3 separate regions of the Sus scrofa genome follow, and regions 1 and 3 are each linked to region 2. A link is a contact called in public Hi-C data. All regions are on one chromosome and are shown on one strand. Each heading gives the region's core, a stretch centred on a gene start, on an enhancer-like site or on the middle of the called end of the contact. The rest is flanking DNA. Distances are from core to core; before and after follow the strand shown. Region 1 holds the start of RASGEF1B (RasGEF domain family member 1B). Region 2 has its middle 200 kb from the start of RASGEF1B. Region 3 overlaps LOC106510559 (a long non-coding RNA gene).

Region 1 (2,949 bases), core at 348-2,847, 200 kb before region 2:
ATCAGGCGCCCACTCCGGTTAACTGCCACCTCCCTGGTTCTTCGCACAGGCACAGGTTTCTCACCACCGCCTATGTTTCAAATTAAGGTCCAGCCATCACATGCCCAGCTCCCGCTCCTGCTTTGAGAGGAAAGAAGAATTATTCACCCCATCTGAGTCTGACTGTTCCAGACATTATTCAGGAGCGCAAAACCCTGGTCCCTGAACTCTTCCTCTTTCTGCACTCGGTTCAGAGACCTCCCACGGCCGAGAAAGATCATCCGGGGCTAAATATAGATCTACGCACACAAGCAGTGCCTGACCGGCGTCACATGGCGCTGCTGACGAAGGACTCCTTGGAGACGCGTTCGCCCAAACACACATAGACACACTCGTGTGCATATGCATCTGCACACACCATACCCACCGGATTCATCCGCGCAGACAGACGCGTCCACAGTCCTTAGACAGGGTCGCTGCCCAGAGACCCTCCTGCTGTTTACGACGCTTGTGCCACCCTCGGCGCTGTCAGAGGGCTCATTAGCTGCGGTGCTCTCGCCTGAACTGCGCGGACCGGGTTGGGGTGAAGTAGGAATGCGCACAACAGCCGTACGCAGACAGACAGACGCACGTACAGGCCTCCTGTCCCTCCCATTTCTCTCGCACAGCCCTGAAGTTCTTGCCACCGTTTCCCCAGAAGGAGGAGCCTCTCTCCTGCGGGCAGCCCGCGAGGCTCCCAGGTAGCTCCTGTTCACTTTATTAAAGCCCGACCAGGTGATCCGAGGCGACAAACCTGAGCTCAGGCAAGAGAAAGGCGACACGTTGTGCCCCAAGTTTGTCCGCTGAAGGAATATCACCTCGTCAGGGGCAAGTAAATGACTTCTGTTCCCCTGTCTCCGCCCAAAGAAGCAGACCTTAAGATCCTAAGGCTCCGACACCAAAAATAAACAGTTCCCTCCACCCACCCACCCGCACACGAAAACTGGCCAAGCAGCAGAAGGAAACAGCCTCGCAGTGCACAAGGAAGGGGAGACAGGATGAAAAAAGGATGAACGCAACTACAACTCAGACAAATCCTCGAAAATCGTGGCAAGATCTCGAAACAGAGGCTTGGCTTCGGGATCAGGGCGAGAAGCGAGGCACATCCCAAGCCTGTCCCCGCCCGCGACCCAACGGCTGGGTCCCGCACCTGTTGGCACCCAGGCCGCTGCCGGGGCGGCCCCAGACATCCTCGGCGGCCAGGCAAGGGGACTCTCCCGGTCTCCGGCTTTAGCAGGCGCTTTGAGCCGGCAGCGCCCACTGGCCCGGGCTCTCCCGCCGCCTCCCGGCGCACCGGCAGCCGGGGCGCAGGGAGAGAGCCGGGCGGCTCCGCGCGCAGCTCCGGGGACGCCTGGGAGAGCGCAGCGCGCGGCGGGGTCGCGCGTTCCCGCCGCCGGGCTCCCGTTTCTCCCGGGAGAATTGTTGACCAGAGAACAACCCACCTGCAGACGGCCCCGGGTCCTCGGCCTCCCGGCTGTGTGCCGCGCGCCCACAACGCAACCAAAGGACTGGGAGCGAAAGCGCGCGGGAAGAAGGAAAAGAAAAATCCGCCCAACCAGTCGGATGCCTTGTTTATACTGAAACTCCGGCCGCCGCCGCCGCGCACACCCCTCCGCCCGAGCGCCCGCCCCCGCCGCCGGCCCCGCCCGAGCGGCCGCACGGCCAATCACGGCGCAGCTCACCGCCCACTCCGCCACCGCCCCCGGCGCCGGGCACCAGCCCACGGGTCCCGGGGGCCCCGACTCTGGAGGCGCGGTTGCCCGGGTGCCCTCCTACGCTGCGGAGGCCCGCGGAGCCGGGCGCAGCGGTGTTTACCAGCGCGGGTTCGGCTCGCTGAGCCCGCGTGCGTCTCCTCCTGAGCGCATGTGCTGGAGGCTGTTTGTGCAGTCATGTGTGTACCCGTGTGTGTTCATTTACCTGTGTGCTACCTGTACATACCGGCCCGACTTGTTATACAGTATCTATTAACATAATTATGAGCTAGAGGTTACTGTCCGTGGAATTTTCAGAGGAGAGCTGAGAGAAACCACAAGAACACTGGCCCAGCAAATGTTTACAGAAAGCCTGCGTGCTAGGCATTGTGACAAACGCTGGGGGCACACTCCGGGCAAAAGGAGGCTGGATCCTGCCATTAGGAAGCGTGCAGTCTAGAGGAGGACAAGCGTTAAGCGAACGGTCACCTAAACAAAATGTCAAACTGCGGCTGTTAAAAGTTCCACCAAAAAAAAAAAAAAAAGGAAGAAGAAGAGGGAACCTGTGCTGTGAAATACGATTCTGGAGGCAAAGCGGGAGGTCCGGCCTCCCTAAAGGCTGCGCTGTCATGGTAACCATATACTCTAGAATTGGATACTTGATAACTGTTTTAGAAAAAAGATAGAAACTCCAGTACTTCACCTTGTACGAATACAAAAAAAAAAAAAAAAAAAAAAAAAAAAAAAAAAAAAAGGCTGGAGAAAAGAAACGATGGAAGCAAACAAGGGAAGGAAGAGATGCAGGGAAAGAATACAAACTAAACATCAGGAGACAGTTGCCCGCTACGTGACCTTGGATAAGTAAAGCCGCTTTTCTGCGTTTCAGTTTTCCCATGTGTAAAACAACACTATTCACACCTGTCCTATAGGAAGGCCTTCCATTAGGATGGCTGTGATAGAGGCCCCCTTTTTGTCCCGCTCCATCTTCCCTCCCTCCCGCCTCCTTTCTGGGATGGTAGCAGCCACCTCGAGGTTCACCGCGCCTATTCTGATTCCGCCCCTCCCTTTCTGCACAGGCACACCCCCTCTCACTTCTTTTTCTCTGATTATACTCCCTCCTTCTCTTCTGCAAACGGGTCTCCCCTGACTCAGTCATCCACTCCCATCTACCTGAGCTTCTCTGCCGTTTGTAAAAGGAGAGCCTGTCCTGGCCAGCTATTCAATACAAAGCACCGAGGCT
Region 2 (2,700 bases), core at 33-2,532:
GGTAACGGAATGTTAGAGCTAGGGGACAGGGCAGAAATTATAAGCAGGCTCTAGTCCAAGCACTTATTTCACAGATGGAGAAACTGAAGTTTTGCCCAAAGTTAGAGAAATCAGGACAAGACTTTACCCAAACAGAGAAACCAAAGAATGTGCCCAAAGTTAGACAATCAGGACAAAGCCTCCTGAAGGTCAGGGAAATTCCAGTCTAGAGATCCTCGGTTCAGATTTCTTTTCACCACTTCACTACATCTTGTCTCTTCTCTAATAGTAGCCCATGGCATATACACTTATTTGCACGATATATATGAGATCTATACAGCATATGCGTATGATATGTATGTATAGACACATAACATACATGATATACATATACATAGATATCATATATATACACAGATATCACATTTATATATAAAATCAGGGAAAGCTCATATTTGCTGAAAGGAATCTAGTGTCGAGAAGTCTCAGCAACACTTGATACTAATTCACTAAGGAACTCTTGCCCCACCATTGCTCTAATCCCGAACTAAATGGTATCCTACTGGGACGGGTACTTAGCTTTCTAGCAAGGTTTCCATGGAGACAAAGAGCCAGATTCAGCCAACACGGAGGGGCTTTTTGCACAGGGACTAGCACAGGGCATATAGTAGGTTTTCAGGAAAGGCTTGCCAACCTGCTGCAAAGAACCTGACATACACTTTAGAACACAATGCATAGTAATTTTCAGAGCAGAAAGTCAGTGTAGACAGCCTAGCAAAGTTAGGTGAAGGCAGGAGCGAGTCACTGGATGGAGGAGGAGGAGAAGGCAAGAGCTCTCAGCTTCTCTTCTGCCCCAGACACTTAAAGGTCTTTATTTCTCTTCTTTTCTCTTGTCTCTTTTTCATTTCAGATCAAGGAGTCTGCATCTGGAAGCCACTGATCACAGCTACAGATCTTCCCCAAGTTACAGCGCGGTTTCCATCTCCATAAACGCTTCCTAAGTTAAAGTGTTCACTGAGCCGAAAGTGCATTGAATACACCTGACCTACCGAATATCACCGCTTAGCTGAGCCAACTGTAAACGTGCTCCGAATACGTCCATCAGCCTACAGTTGAGCCAAATCATCCCACACCGAGCCTATTTTACAATAAAGGGTCCAACGTTGCGTGTAACTGATGGAGTACTCTACTGAAAGTGCAAAACACGGTGACTCTGCGGCTACCGAATGGCCGTAAGCACACTGGCCATTCGCCCTCGGCTCACGCAGCTGACTGGGAGCTGCTCACTGAGCATCAGGACAGCATGTTGCATCAGCTGTCCTCAGCCTGGGAAAAGATCCAAGTTCAAAGTCTGGGGTATGGTTGCTGCTGAATGTACTTCATAGAGTTGAAAAATCTTATGTCAGGAACTGTCTGTGTTGGCTCAAGGTCTCAGGTGCTCAAAAGAGATTTAGAACAAAAGGACTTAAAAACTCCTATTTCCATTTTGTTTTGCTGCCTCACTCAAGAGACTCAGGTAAACTAAAAGGCCATTTAAAAATTCTGCTTCTTCCATGTCCACGAAAGGTGCCTAACGCAGCCTAGCATAGCCTCTTCACCATTAGTCGGCCAAAGCTGTGACATCGAGTCATAGAATATGCCCCTTATATAATACTTATTATTAAAATGAAGTACCCCCTGAAACGTGGGGATATAATTATTCCCGGAGCTAATACTTCCACTGAAATCCGTATTCAAAGGCTTCTGTTATCACCGACTTGTTCAATGCCCACATTTACTAAAACAGCACTAATGGGTTTTAAAGGTGCATTCAGAAGCTGTGCTGGTCAGCAGAAGCCAGAAAAATACAAATTGTCTTAATAGCTATATCTGCTCCTCTTCAAGGAGACTGAAGAGAAATCTCATTTTCACAAATGAAAATCTTGTTACTAAAGACCTCTAGACTCCATCTGGCCCGTGCTGCAGCTGGAAGAAATGCCATCTCCAAACAAGGCAGCAAACTGGATAAAGTGGCTTCGTGGTGTCATTCTTGTTGCCATTTAATAGAAGTTCCGCCTTCCCATCCCTTATTTGATAGCTTCCCCTGTTGAATTAGTGACTACAAACAAACCCGGAAAGTCTTACGACGTAACTACCCTCCAGTGCGGTGTTCCTTTAGCACCAGCAATGCTTTCAGAAGCTGCTTGTGGCGGGAGAATTCGAGGAGCCCGTTCTGTGTCCAGCGAGCTGCCATTCTTCTTGTTCCCAGCCTCACCACCGAACTGCCTTCATTCTCCCTTCTTCGTCAGCAACCCACGTCCATTTCATACGAAGACGCCACGCTTCTCCTTCGATATCGCTTTCATTCGTATCTTCTCCTCCCCACCATCCTTCCATCCAAACCTGAGCCCAGGGTATCGTCACTGGCGATGACAGCGTGGGCCAGCCGGCCTCCATACATCAACTTCTCCCCATCCCAGTTCAGCCTGTGTGCTGTGCCAGGCATCATGGTCATCTATCCTATTCCTGCTCAAAACTTCTTAAAGAAAATCCAAGACATCTAATTTAAGTCCCAAGGCTCCACCCGACCTCCGAATCAAATTCTCTCCGCATCACTTTGTAGAATCCAGGCAGGTGGATCGCCTCCCTGAATCATGAACTTGTGATGTTTAGTCCTATGTCTTTCTTTTTTCTTTCTGTCTTTTTAGGGCCGTACCCACGACATATGGAGGTTCCCAGGCT
Region 3 (2,833 bases), core at 295-2,794, 160 kb before region 2:
TTCCTCCACGCAGCGGAGGAGTCCCGAAGCCTTGCTAACTGTTTGGAAATGGCTGGGGAAACTACTTCCACGATCCTGTAAATTACCCTGTGACACACCCATCTCTTTACCGTCTGGGAAGCCAATCATTTCAAAGGAACAAAGAGTCAGCAGCAGTCCACTTAGACAAATTCCATCTGCTCCTGTGGATTTTTCAGAGTTAGGGAGTCTTGGAAAGACGATCCGGACAGTGGCAGGGTAGGGGGAAGGGGGCTGGAAACCAGTGAATACTTTAAGAATTCCTTTTATTTATTTATTAAAATTTTTTTTTTTGTTTCTGGCTGCCCATGGCATATGAATTTCCCGGGCCGGCCAGGGATTAGATTTGAGCCATTGTTGTGACCTAAGCGGCAGCTGCTGCAATCCTGGATCCTTAACCCACTATGCTGGGCTGGGCCTCGAACCTGTGACCCAGCACTCCTAAGAGACCACCAGTCTTTTTGGGCCACAGCCGGAACTCCTAGAGTTCCTTTTAGAATCTTTGCTGTCAGCACAGAACCTGGCCCTCCCCGGGCTCCAAAGAAGCCTAAATATTGGAACTGGGGCTTAAAGCATTCAGTTGTCCAGAGATGAGGGAGGGGCGGAGAATGAACCAAAAGAGCGCATGTGAGGGATTCGAGGCTCCAAGGCAGGGCTTTATCCGTTCCCGGCGCGGCTGGTCTTGCGCCACCGGCTCGGAGCCCACGGGCTTCGCGATTATTTGTTGAATGAGGGAAGGACTAGACGGAGGCAGAGGCGGGAGAGGAACAGGCGCAGAAAGGCACCGTCCATCAGTCAGGGTCAGCGGGAAGCAGACTTTCCCTCCGCTAATCGCAGCTCCACTTGAACGAAGGGCGCCTCAGGAGGTGTGCGTGGCAGAGGAAAAGGGATGAGACTGGCAATGGGATGGCGCCACCCAGGGTGAAAGGGCAGGCGCAGCCGTGGGGCAGAAGAGAGGCAGGGGTGTCCAGAAACACGTACAGAACGGGACAGATGTGGGGACAAAACCCCTCAACCTCTTCCTCCTCCGACCCTCCAGCCTCCGGCCAGGGCCTCCGGTTGGCTGAACCCAAGGAGAAGCCAGCGGGCGTGAGAGCAGGACAGAGAAGGTTGGAGAATGGGAAAGCGAATCACCAGCCCATTGGGTGAGCTGAAACTGAAAGGTTCTGTTTTTTTTTAATTGAGATATAATAGACACATAACATACTAGTTGAAGGCATACAACTTAGTGATTCGGTAGCTGTGCACATTGTGAAGTAATCAGCAGAGTAAGTCTAGTGAACCTCCATTCCCACGCATAGCTACATTTTTTTCCCTTGTGATAAAAACTTTTTTTCTTGTCTTTTTGAAATTATAGTTGGTTTACACTGTTGCGCCAGTTTCTGCTGTGCAGCAGTGACCCCGTCATCTATAGACATTCCCTTTCTTAGGCCATCGTCCATCATGGTCTGTCCCAAGAGACTTGAGCTCCTTCCCTGTGCTGGGCAGCAGCACCTCCTGCTCAGCATTGTGAATGTGACAGTTTGCATCTATTCACCACACACTCCCCGGCCATCCGCTTCCACCTCCGCCCCCTTGGCAACCACAGGTCTGTTCTCACGTCTGTGGGTCAGTTTCTGTTCTGCAGGTAGGTTCGTTTGTGTCCTATTTTAGATTCCGCATATTAGTGATATCATATGGTGTTTGTCTTTCTCTGAAAACTTTTAAGATTTACTCCCTTAGCAACTTTCATAAAAGCTGATTTTTTTTTTAAGTTCTGCCTTCACTTCCCTGTGCCTTTGTTTGTTTCCTGTTCTCCCAAGATATCTCCAAAGACATCTATCATCTCTTGTCATTTGGACTGAAAGGCTATGAGCTGCCATCAGAGATTATGAAGGAGGAAGTGACAAAAAATAAGGGCACTGGGAACACTTATCTCTGTGCACATTCCGGCCCTGCCGCTCCTGCACTGTCAGCGTGGGCGGGTTACTTCAGATCGCTCTGCCTCAGCTGCCGTCTCTCAAAAATGAAGGAACTTATGGCAGCTATCTCCTAGGGGTGCTGTGAGGATAAAATGTGATAATCTAAGCAAAGTGAGTGGGTCTCATATTATTGCTTTCTAAAAAGCCTATCTTGGATCAGATTTAGGCAAATTCGTCTCACATTGAAGAATTTACTGTCAAATCAATGAAAGGGCAAGGTTTTAGCGAATGTGGCAATCAGAAGGAAAAGACCGGAGTTTTACGACTTCCTAACCAGGCAATTTTACTCTGCTTTTGTGGACCTAGGCTAAGAAGTTCCCTTCCTTAAGCACTGGTTGTTCTGCCTTTAAATAATATGAGAAGGTTAGAGAAGCTTAGGTAACGCTAAATGCAGTCCCCTACATGTGCTCTCAACATACAGCTGTGATTTAGCTACCAACGCATTTCTGAAAATTGCTTCCTTAGCATCTCAGCACTTTATTTGCAAGAACAACTGAAGCAGAAAGAAAATCAAGCAATGACAGGGGGGCTTCATTTTAGACTCATTAGTTGGCAAGCTAAGAACTTGCTCCGATCAGGTGGGGTTTCATCTGTAAGGACTGGCCTCCGACAGGAAAGTGAGCAGCTCCGGCTCAAAGGCTGAAGCACATTTTCTTTCCCTTTGCCCGCCCACTTCCTTATTTTTCTAATGCGAGTTTCACAGGCCTTCTTAATAGGTGAGATGTCTAACCCGCAGACTGCAATGCGCTCCTGTTTACACCGCTATTAAAGTTTAAACAGACATATCGTTTATGGAAAGACTGGCTATAATCACAACTTTTAAGATCCCCTCCTCCCTTGCCAAGTTTTAGCAC

What was found. A called contact is a pair of places that touch in the nucleus more often than the background predicts.
Region 1: a Hi-C map of liver shows a contact between it and region 2, with 5 times the contacts expected there. The contact joins the promoter of RASGEF1B here to the enhancer-like site in region 2. A contact is called at or near these places in 1 of 5 promoter capture datasets (liver), 2 of 47 Hi-C or Micro-C datasets (both in liver) and 2 of 2 datasets of contacts at active chromatin or transcription factors (alveolar macrophages and skeletal muscle).
Region 3: a Hi-C map of liver shows a contact between it and region 2, with 3 times the contacts expected there. The contact joins two enhancer-like sites. A contact is called at or near these places in 1 of 47 Hi-C or Micro-C datasets (liver) and 1 of 2 datasets of contacts at active chromatin or transcription factors (alveolar macrophages).

The regions. Positions count from the first base shown.
Region 1 is chr8:136,554,863-136,557,811 of Sscrofa11.1, reverse strand. It overlaps RASGEF1B (RasGEF domain family member 1B), which reads right to left and starts at 1,597. Exons shown (of 14, transcript NM_001195367.1): 1 at 1,461-1,597.
Region 2 is chr8:136,357,338-136,360,037 of Sscrofa11.1, reverse strand. It overlaps a transcript of RASGEF1B not described here. Among named protein-coding and RNA genes, the nearest start is that of RASGEF1B, 200 kb to the left of the region's middle. Within about 2 kb of position 1,282, at least 3 of the 83 cell types and tissues checked have an H3K27ac peak or open chromatin away from gene starts, as enhancers often do. A contact at or near this core is called in liver, where this site is marked.
Region 3 is chr8:136,516,167-136,518,999 of Sscrofa11.1, reverse strand. All of the region lies in intron 1 of LOC106510559 (a long non-coding RNA gene), which reads right to left. It also overlaps a transcript of RASGEF1B not described here. Among named protein-coding and RNA genes, the nearest start is that of RASGEF1B, 39 kb to the left of the region's middle. Within about 2 kb of position 1,544, at least 18 of the 83 cell types and tissues checked have an H3K27ac peak or open chromatin away from gene starts, as enhancers often do. A contact at or near this core is called in liver, where this site is marked.